2 separate regions of the Ovis aries genome follow, and region 2 is linked to region 1. A link is a contact called in public Hi-C data. All regions are on one chromosome and are shown on one strand. Each heading gives the region's core, a stretch centred on a gene start, on an enhancer-like site or on the middle of the called end of the contact. The rest is flanking DNA. Distances are from core to core; before and after follow the strand shown. Region 1 holds the start of PDS5B (PDS5 cohesin associated factor B). Region 2 holds the start of BRCA2 (BRCA2 DNA repair associated).

The links. Hi-C and Micro-C count contacts between places; a contact is called where the count stands out from the background.
Region 2: a contact with region 1 is called in a Hi-C map of hypothalamus, with 4 times the contacts expected there. The contact joins the promoter of BRCA2 here to the promoter of PDS5B in region 1. A contact is called at or near these places in 2 of 16 Hi-C or Micro-C datasets (hypothalamus and tail adipose tissue).

What each region holds. Positions count from the first base shown.
Region 1 is chr10:28,789,559-28,793,736 of ARS-UI_Ramb_v3.0, reverse strand. PDS5B (PDS5 cohesin associated factor B) reads left to right here and starts at 2,914. Exons shown (of 34, transcript XM_027973013.3): 1 at 2,914-3,059.
Region 2 is chr10:28,967,185-28,971,142 of ARS-UI_Ramb_v3.0, reverse strand. BRCA2 (BRCA2 DNA repair associated) reads left to right here and starts at 1,584. Exons shown (of 27, transcript XM_042254798.2): 1 at 1,584-1,625; 2 at 2,471-2,572. The coding sequence starts at 2,506. ZAR1L (zygote arrest 1 like) reads right to left here and starts at 1,562. Exons shown (of 8, transcript XR_009595259.1): 1 at 1-1,562.

The DNA.
Region 1 (4,178 bases), core at 1,665-4,164:
GAGCTCATGTATTACTATTAGTATGCTTCTGGTATTAAATTTAACTGCTTGCTGAGAATTATCGCTAATTCTAGTGGCTAATCATAATGCTCTTTAAATAAATTCTCACTTGCTTTCTTAAATATCTAAGCCAATGATATAGTTGATATAAATAGGAAATTTAGAGTAAGTCACTGTTTGATATAAAAAACATGAGCATAAAATAATATATATACACTATATATAATACTATATGAGTATATACTCTTATTCATATGTATTTGATTTTAGTCATTTTGAATACAATTGTGTGTTGGTGTGTTCCTCTTTGGTTTAATCGCATATGGGATTGTGCTTCCTGAACTTGGGTGAATGTTTCCTTTCATAGGTCAGGGAATTTTTCAGCTATTATGTCTTCAAATATGTTCTCAGACCCTTTCTCTTTCTCTTCTCCCTCAGGGACCCATATAATGTGAGTATTAGTGCTCTTGATGTTGTCCCAGAGGTCTCAAATTATCCTCATTTCTTTTTATGTATTTTAAATACATGCACTTCAACTGGTACTGGCATAATTCTTAACAGAGTTCAACAGTTGCAAAGAATACACCATGAAACAATGTTGAATATTTATTACAAGTTGTTAAAAAATAGCATTTTGATTCCAGAGTCTACAGGCTGTACTCTTCACCATAGGAAGCCACTAGCCACATGTACTTTTTTTTCTTTAGATTTATTTATTCATTTTATTTTTTGGCTGTGGTAGGTCTTCTTTACTGCATGCTGATTTTCTCCAGTTGCGGCAAGGGGTGAGGGGGTGTGTGGCATGTGGGATCGTCCCACATCAGGGATGGAATCCGTGTCTCTTGCATTGCAAGGCAGATTCCTAACCACTGGACCACCAGGAAAACCCACCACATGTACTTACTGAGCACTTGAAACATAGCTAGTACAAACTGAAATGTGCTTTTAGTGTAAAATTCACAAGATGAACAAGAGAATGTAAATTATCTGTGATTGTATATTAATAACAAAATTTTATGTTGATTATGCAAATGACAATATTTTGGATATACTGTTATATAAAATATTAAAATTAATTTCACTGCTTTTTTTCACTTTAACATGAAAACATTTCACATTACATACATGGTTCATATCATGTTTCTTTTGGACAGTGTGGATTTACAGTGTAAATTAGTGCCGTTTGCTCTCATTAACCAGGATCAGGCCCATTGATTTCACACACTGCTGAGTGCTAACCTTGGATAGGAGTGAACAGTTTTTGCTTTGACTGTTCTGCTCAGTGCATTCAGGAATTCTCAGTCAGCAGCTCAGAACCTCAATTATAATGGTGACCTATGCTACTTAACTCCAAGGAAATCTGGAAGACTCTACAAGTCTGTAGATAACACATATATACATATATTCCCAAAGATCCCAGAGATTTCTTCAGAATAAAAGAAGTTAAGACTTCCAGTATAATGTCTGTATCAGAGATCAGGAGTACCATTGGTTACTAGGTAGGTAAAAGATGCTTCAAGACTTAACCAAATGAGCTTAACAAGATGAGACCTCTAAGACAGTGTTTAAAAAGAAAGTCAGCAGGAAACTGACTTGGCTTACGTTTGGTGGCTTTGGCATTGAGCTGTATTGTAGGCAAAGTCATCTTGGAACACTTAACCTTATTTCCCTTTGTGGCATCCTTTCCCTTCTAGCTCTTCTCCCTGTGTGGAAATCACACTGCCTTTCTCCTCCTTGTCTCTTTTATCTGCCAATCCCTACGGAAAGGAAAATAATCTTTTAGTGGAATGTTAGTGGAAAGCTGATGGAAGCATGGGCCAACAGATGCCGCTTTCATTTATATTGCTCCTGATAAATTATAACTTGGTTATTTTTTGGACTCTATTTTTATTAGATTAGCTGTAAGTGTACAGCATATTGAGAGGAAGGCACAGAGATTTCCCATTTATACCCTGCTGCCATATTTGGTTGTTTTTTTTTAAAAGCCCTTACCACAGAAATTTATTTTTCTTTTAACACCAACTTTTCAAATTTTCCCAAAGCATTGCTTTAAATGAAAGTTTATATTACTAATTTCTTTAATCGATTGGCTGTTCCATAAAACAGTTTCGTTAGCAATTATGCTTCATTGAGGCCTTTAAAGTTATTTTTTCCTCTCTCCATCCTAATAGTAATCGACAGATCAACTTTAACATACCACCTTACAGCTGAAGGTGGGAGGAACGGCACCTTCTGGAGGTGAAGGGGGTTAGAAACCCAGCTTCTGGAAGGCGTCCGGTGATCTTCAGATTATTTCTCCAATAACAATTGTCATAGGACGAATGAATGGAGTGCTTTGTTACAGATGTAATTACTATGTTCCTCCATCCTCCCGCTTCCTAAACAATACCTGAAAATGGGGAAGCTGTGGGGTTAATTAAAGACATAACATACATAGTGGAGAAAAAAGCTATTTTATGACATTTTGAGATGACTACGTCATCTCAAACGTAAAGGAGCAAAGTAGTCAACACCAATTTTATTTACTTAACACAACATTCGTACTGAATTTCACTGTTTTGAAAAATTTCCAACTTTTATCCATAAAGCTAGAAATATATAACAATTTGTGTGGTTTTCGGGAAAAGTCAAGAAAGCCTTAAGAGGCCGAGAAAGCATTGACAGTTGCGGGTCTTGCAGCGGCGGCGTGCCCGTGTGGCTGCGTGCGCGCGCGACGAGCTGGGCGGGGCGGAGCGGCGGCGGGGACGCGCTCCGGGCGGGGCGGGGCGCAAGGGAGACGGGCGGGCCGGCGGGCGCGCGCGCGCGCGTGGGGCCGTCCGGTCGGTAGGGGGCGCTGCGCACCAACGCGGCGCTCTGCCTGCCCCCGGGTGCTGTCCGCGGCGGTTCGATTGGAGCAGCCGCCGAAGAGCGCTTGGCGCCATTTTGAAGCGGAGAGGAGGAGGAACGGCCGGGCTGGCTGCGGAAGGGGAGGGGGGGAGGAGGCGATTGGATGCGGCGGCGGCGGCGGCGGATCCCGGAGAGCGGCGGAGTGAGAGGAGTAGCGAGTCGGGCACCCGGAGGTAGGAAACAATTCAGTTAACGGGGAGAGAAAACCTCTCTGTTCTCCGGTCGCCGCGCTCCATTTTTTTCAGCGCCCGCCGCCGCGGCTGTGTCTTGGCGGGGCTCAAAGCGGCGCCCGCCTGGCAGCCGCGACTCGCCTCTCGGCATCGGGGGCTGCAGCCGCCGGCTGCGCGGCGGCGGCGGCGGCGGCGCCGGGAGGAGCGGGGCGCGGGCCGGGGGCGTGGGCCGGGGCTGCCCGGTGGGGGTGGGGAGGGCCCCGGGGCGGGCGCGCTCCCTCCACGCCGCGGGCTCCAGCCGCCGCCGACTGGAAATTAAACTTGCCGCCCTGGCCGGGCCGGGGCGCCCGCGGCGGCGAGGGCGGCGGGGCGGTGACCTTGCGCGCGGCCGGGGGTCCGCGCCGGCAGCCCGCGCCCCGCCGCCTCCCCTCCCCTCCCCCCCGCGCCCGGCCGGCCGGCCGGCGGGCGGGCGGCTGTTTCCCGGGCGGCAGGCGGGCGGCGCGGCGCTCCTGTTGAATCCTCCTCGGGCGGGCGGGTTTTCCATCCCCCCCTTCCGGGAGAGGGGCGGGGAGCGCGGGTCCCGGCTGGACCCCGAGCGCTGTGCCGGCCTCGGCGCCCTCTACCCCGCCGCTGGGTCCCCCGCGCCGCGCAGCTCCTCTGCTCCGGGCGGCGACCGTGGGCCGACCGAGTGACATTTTCGTACAGTTACTTGCCGGCGTCTGGAGGTATAAAGCGCGCTTGCCGCGCCTCCCGCAGCTGGTGCAGGGGGCACCCGAGGACCCGGTTTGAGAAGGAGTCCCACCCGGGGGTGGGTTTCCTTTAGGAAGCCTCCGAGTCGGAACGACCCGTGCCAGCCGTGTGCGGCTGTAGGAGTTGACGTTCGTGCGGTCTCTTGTCTGGGTGACAACCTGAAAAGTTTCTGATCGGGAGGATTTGGTGTGTGGTTCTCTAGCTGTTGGCTGCCTTTTGGTATATGCGTTAAAGCTGCGCTCAGCAGCGGTCCAGTTATTCGAGGCAAATGAATCTGAATCCTGAATCCCGGCACCTCCTCGTCTTCAGAGTTACCTCTTCCTGCGTTCCATTTGTGGCCGGTGTAAACTCGGGGTAGGGTTTGGAAGAGCA
Region 2 (3,958 bases), core at 335-2,834, 180 kb before region 1:
TTAGAGTGAGCATAAAGAAGACAGTGTTATGGCAGGATGCATAAATATAAAAAACCTGGTTCTGCAGCAGCAAGAAGCATAGTTATGGGGGTTGGCGGGACAGTGTATTTAGTGAAAAAATAGATTTCAGAGGGTTGTATAACATGCCAACCGTTCTCATTAGTCCACTCTAGTGAGAATTCTCCCCAAAAGGGGAAAAGCAGCAAACTGTTCTTAGAGGTTAAACGCAGACTTAATCACAGGATAGTTAAGTATCTTAAGTAAAAGACTTGAACTGAAACTTGCGCACTGCATGCTAAATCGCTTCAGCAGTGTTCCACTCTTTGCAACCCCATGGACAGTAGCATGCCAGGCTCCTCTGTCCACCTGGGCCTTGTTTACTAGACAACTTACTCAACTGGATGATTCAGTTTCCCCATTTGACAATACCAGAAAATTTATAAGATTATCATAAGGTTAAACGTAATATTACTTATAAATCAACTGGATGATTCGGTTTCCCCATCTGACAATACTCAAAAATTTTTAAGATCATAAGGTTAAAGGTGATATTACTTATAAAGCATAAAGAATAACTCACAGATGCTCATTAAGAGGTAGCTGTTATTGGCTAAAGATCACAGGCCTGGGTATCTGTGCTATTTAGACCTAGATGATCATAAGCTTTTGTATCTATGTGTATTGCAAAGGTGTCTACAGCCAAGGATAATGATCAAACTAAAATGACACCTCAGGTACCAAGTAAATGGCACCCTTTTTCGAATCCAAAGTTGCTTTCACTGTTCGTCGGTCAGGAGCCTTTGGATAGTAGCAAGGCCTATGAGCCACTATCACCTTCAGAATCCAGTTGAAAGCTTTCGAGATCCTACAGTAAACACCTGAATTAAGCCTTGTGCTAGCCATAGCCCATACTCTGTGAGTGAGACTGCTGTCTTCCAGGGCAGTTTCAAGAGCAAGTCAGGCACAAAACAGGTGCTTAGTATCCTAGGAGCGTCAAGGATACGTCAAGGATACTACGGAAGCCTGCAGGAGGAAGTATTATCCAAAACTACAGGAGACTTGAGATAGGCTTAACAACTTTTCAAGCCGGGAGAGTCTCAGAGGTTTTTGAAATTCTGCTGCCCAACAGCAACACGCAGTCTATAACCAATGTACGCTGGCTTCAAATCTCAGCCCCTTCCACTCTATAGGGAGCTCTCCGTTGGGCAAGAAGTCATCCGCACCGACTGAGCACTGTGGGGTTTTCTAACGTCTGCCCACTTTGGGCGACGCCCTCTTAGTAGAGAACAAAGACTTCACAGACCGCAGGCCGCGTCGGGGGCGGGGGCGGCCATCCAAACGAGAGACGGAGCGGAGGAGGGGGAAGGCAGGGCGTATACATGGGGCGTGGTCCCTCCAAACAGCGCGGCTTGGTACTCTGAAGGCTCGGAAGAAGAGAACGAGCATCCCGGCTCTTTCTTTAGCGACTCCGGACTGACGCGAGGTTTATCCCTGGCCACAAGCGGCAGCACTGACGGCGCGGCCACAGTCTGATTCCGGTGGGCGTTTACGCTGCGTGCTGCGTCATGGCGTCATCGCGTGACATATCCCGAGAGCGGGCTTTTGGCGCGAGAATCTGAAACCCGGTGGGTGGAGGTGCGGCTGCTGAAGTTTGCTGTCTGGGGCGGTGGGTGTCCGCGAAGGAGCTTGAGCGATCCCGTTTCTTATCTGAGTACCTGTGCGTTGTTCAGCTCCTCTGGCCAAAAACATAAACCAGCTTCACCTCTGAAGGCGGTTAGTGTTGGCAGGGGTGGAGAGTGGAGATGGGCAGCCTTACGCGGTCTCAGGCAGCGGGGAGCGCCTCCGGTGCTCGGGTGGGAGCCGAGCCTCCTGCCCTCACTGGTCCTTTCCCGTTCCGCACCGACAGGGGGAAGGGATCAGGTCCTCGGCCGGAGGCTCCAGTCCCGCCCCTTCCCGGGGACTCCTTGGCCCAGCTTCGGGCGCCGCTCGGCCCACATGTCCCAGGCTGAAATTTCCTTCATTGGAATCACGATGAAGTTACTTTACCGGAATATTGCTGTTTTGGAAAATGTTTCATAGCCTGTGGCACATTGTATCTGCCTCATCGCTTAGTCCCCAGGTAGTTGCTGTATTAACGAAAATTTACTGATTGGGAATTGTTTCCCGGTGTTTATCTAATAGCCCTCTGCTAACTGCGCAGCCACTGGCCACACGTGACTAGTTAATGAAGATTAAATAATAATTTAAAATTCTGTTCTTGAGCAGACTTGCCACAGTTGAGATGAGTCATGTGGCTAATGGCTGCTCTATTGGACTGCACAAATACAGAATACTTACTTGCCCGCGGTGAGTTCGATTCTTGTCTTAAACAATGTAGCTTCAGGCAGGTTTACCTCTTCCGGTTTTACCTCAGACTCACTTAGCAAGGACTGCATACGTGTGAAGTGTGTTTTGGTGTTCTCTTTTGCAGACTCACCAAACTTTGAAGGAATAGTGTAGATAAAAATGCCGATTGGATGCAAAGAGAGGCCAACTTTTTTTGACATTTTTAAGACGCGATGCAACAAAGCAGGTATTAACAGTTTTTTATATGAATTGATCTTTTACATAGAGAAAAATGTTTTCAGAAAAATGTGTAATTATACATGCTTGTTGAAAAGAATCCAGTGCTTAACGTTTTTGTTTACACCATAAACTGTGCTTTATGAAGTCATAAATCAGAAAAGTAATCATTTACAGTTAACCAAATGATCGGTGTAGAACCTGTGGTGGATAAAGAGGAAACTGGCCCCTTGATGAGTGGCACTGTTTTTAAAGCAGAGACTTTCTAGCAAGTTAGAAGCATTAGTAACATAATAGCAGAAGTTGTCAGTTCTCCTTACACTCGTAAAATGATTGAGGACTGAGAGTATTTGTTTATCTAGGTTACCATATTAGAAATTAAAACTAAGAGCTTTTAAAAACATTAAGTTAATAACAAAAATAAATTCATTGCATGTTAACATGAATAATATGTTTATGAAAAATAACTTTTCCAAGAAAAATGTGAGGAGTGACATTACTTTAAAATTTTGCAGTTCTCTTTACCATCTGGCTCAATAGAAGATAGCTGGATTTTCATGCTCATTTTCAAAGAATTGCATTTAATTCTTTACAATACGTTGTTTGATAGAAGTATATGAAGAAAACCATACTTTACACAGAAAATGTAGTTAGAAAAAGGAGTGTTTTTAACTGTTTTCACTTTATTGTGGGTAGTTTTCTTTGGTATTATACCAAACTTAAGTGGGAGTTTCTTAAAAGTTGCAATGTGGAATCTGAAACCATGTAATGAATTTTTTGTACTCTTTTTACATTAAATTCAATTAGTCTTTCTTGCTCCTGAATAAATCTTTTACCCATGTTGTGACATCATCCATGGTTTGATTATTTGAAAAATACTGATGTTCTGAATTACACAAATATACCAAATATTGACACATTCCATTAGACATTATTAAAAAATCACATTGGTTACTTCACTGATCTCATCAGAAAAGTCTTTTCAGGTTGGGAAGATGTCAAGCTGACAGAGAACAAAGTTCTAATTCTCATTTGAAAACTCACATTTTATCTTTGGCAGCAAACTGTTGTTTTCCCTGCAGTAACAGGACATTTCAAGAAAATGTCCACCAAATACCCAACTCAGAATAACTTAGTCATTCTTTCTAGCAAAAATGGCTTTCCATGAAAAGTGCTAATTCAACTCACAACTCATCACATGAGTGCTTTTTCCAAATAACTATTGTACTTCAGTATGCAGAAATGGTTTTATGTGTGCTCTCCATTTTGTCACTAAGGACACTTTAAGTTAAACTTGCTTTTTTGGTTTTTTGTAACAAATTCATGGTGATGAAAAATATAGTAACTCCTAGTACAGTTTGTGGCCACTGCCATGATTCAGGCAAAGCTGTCACCA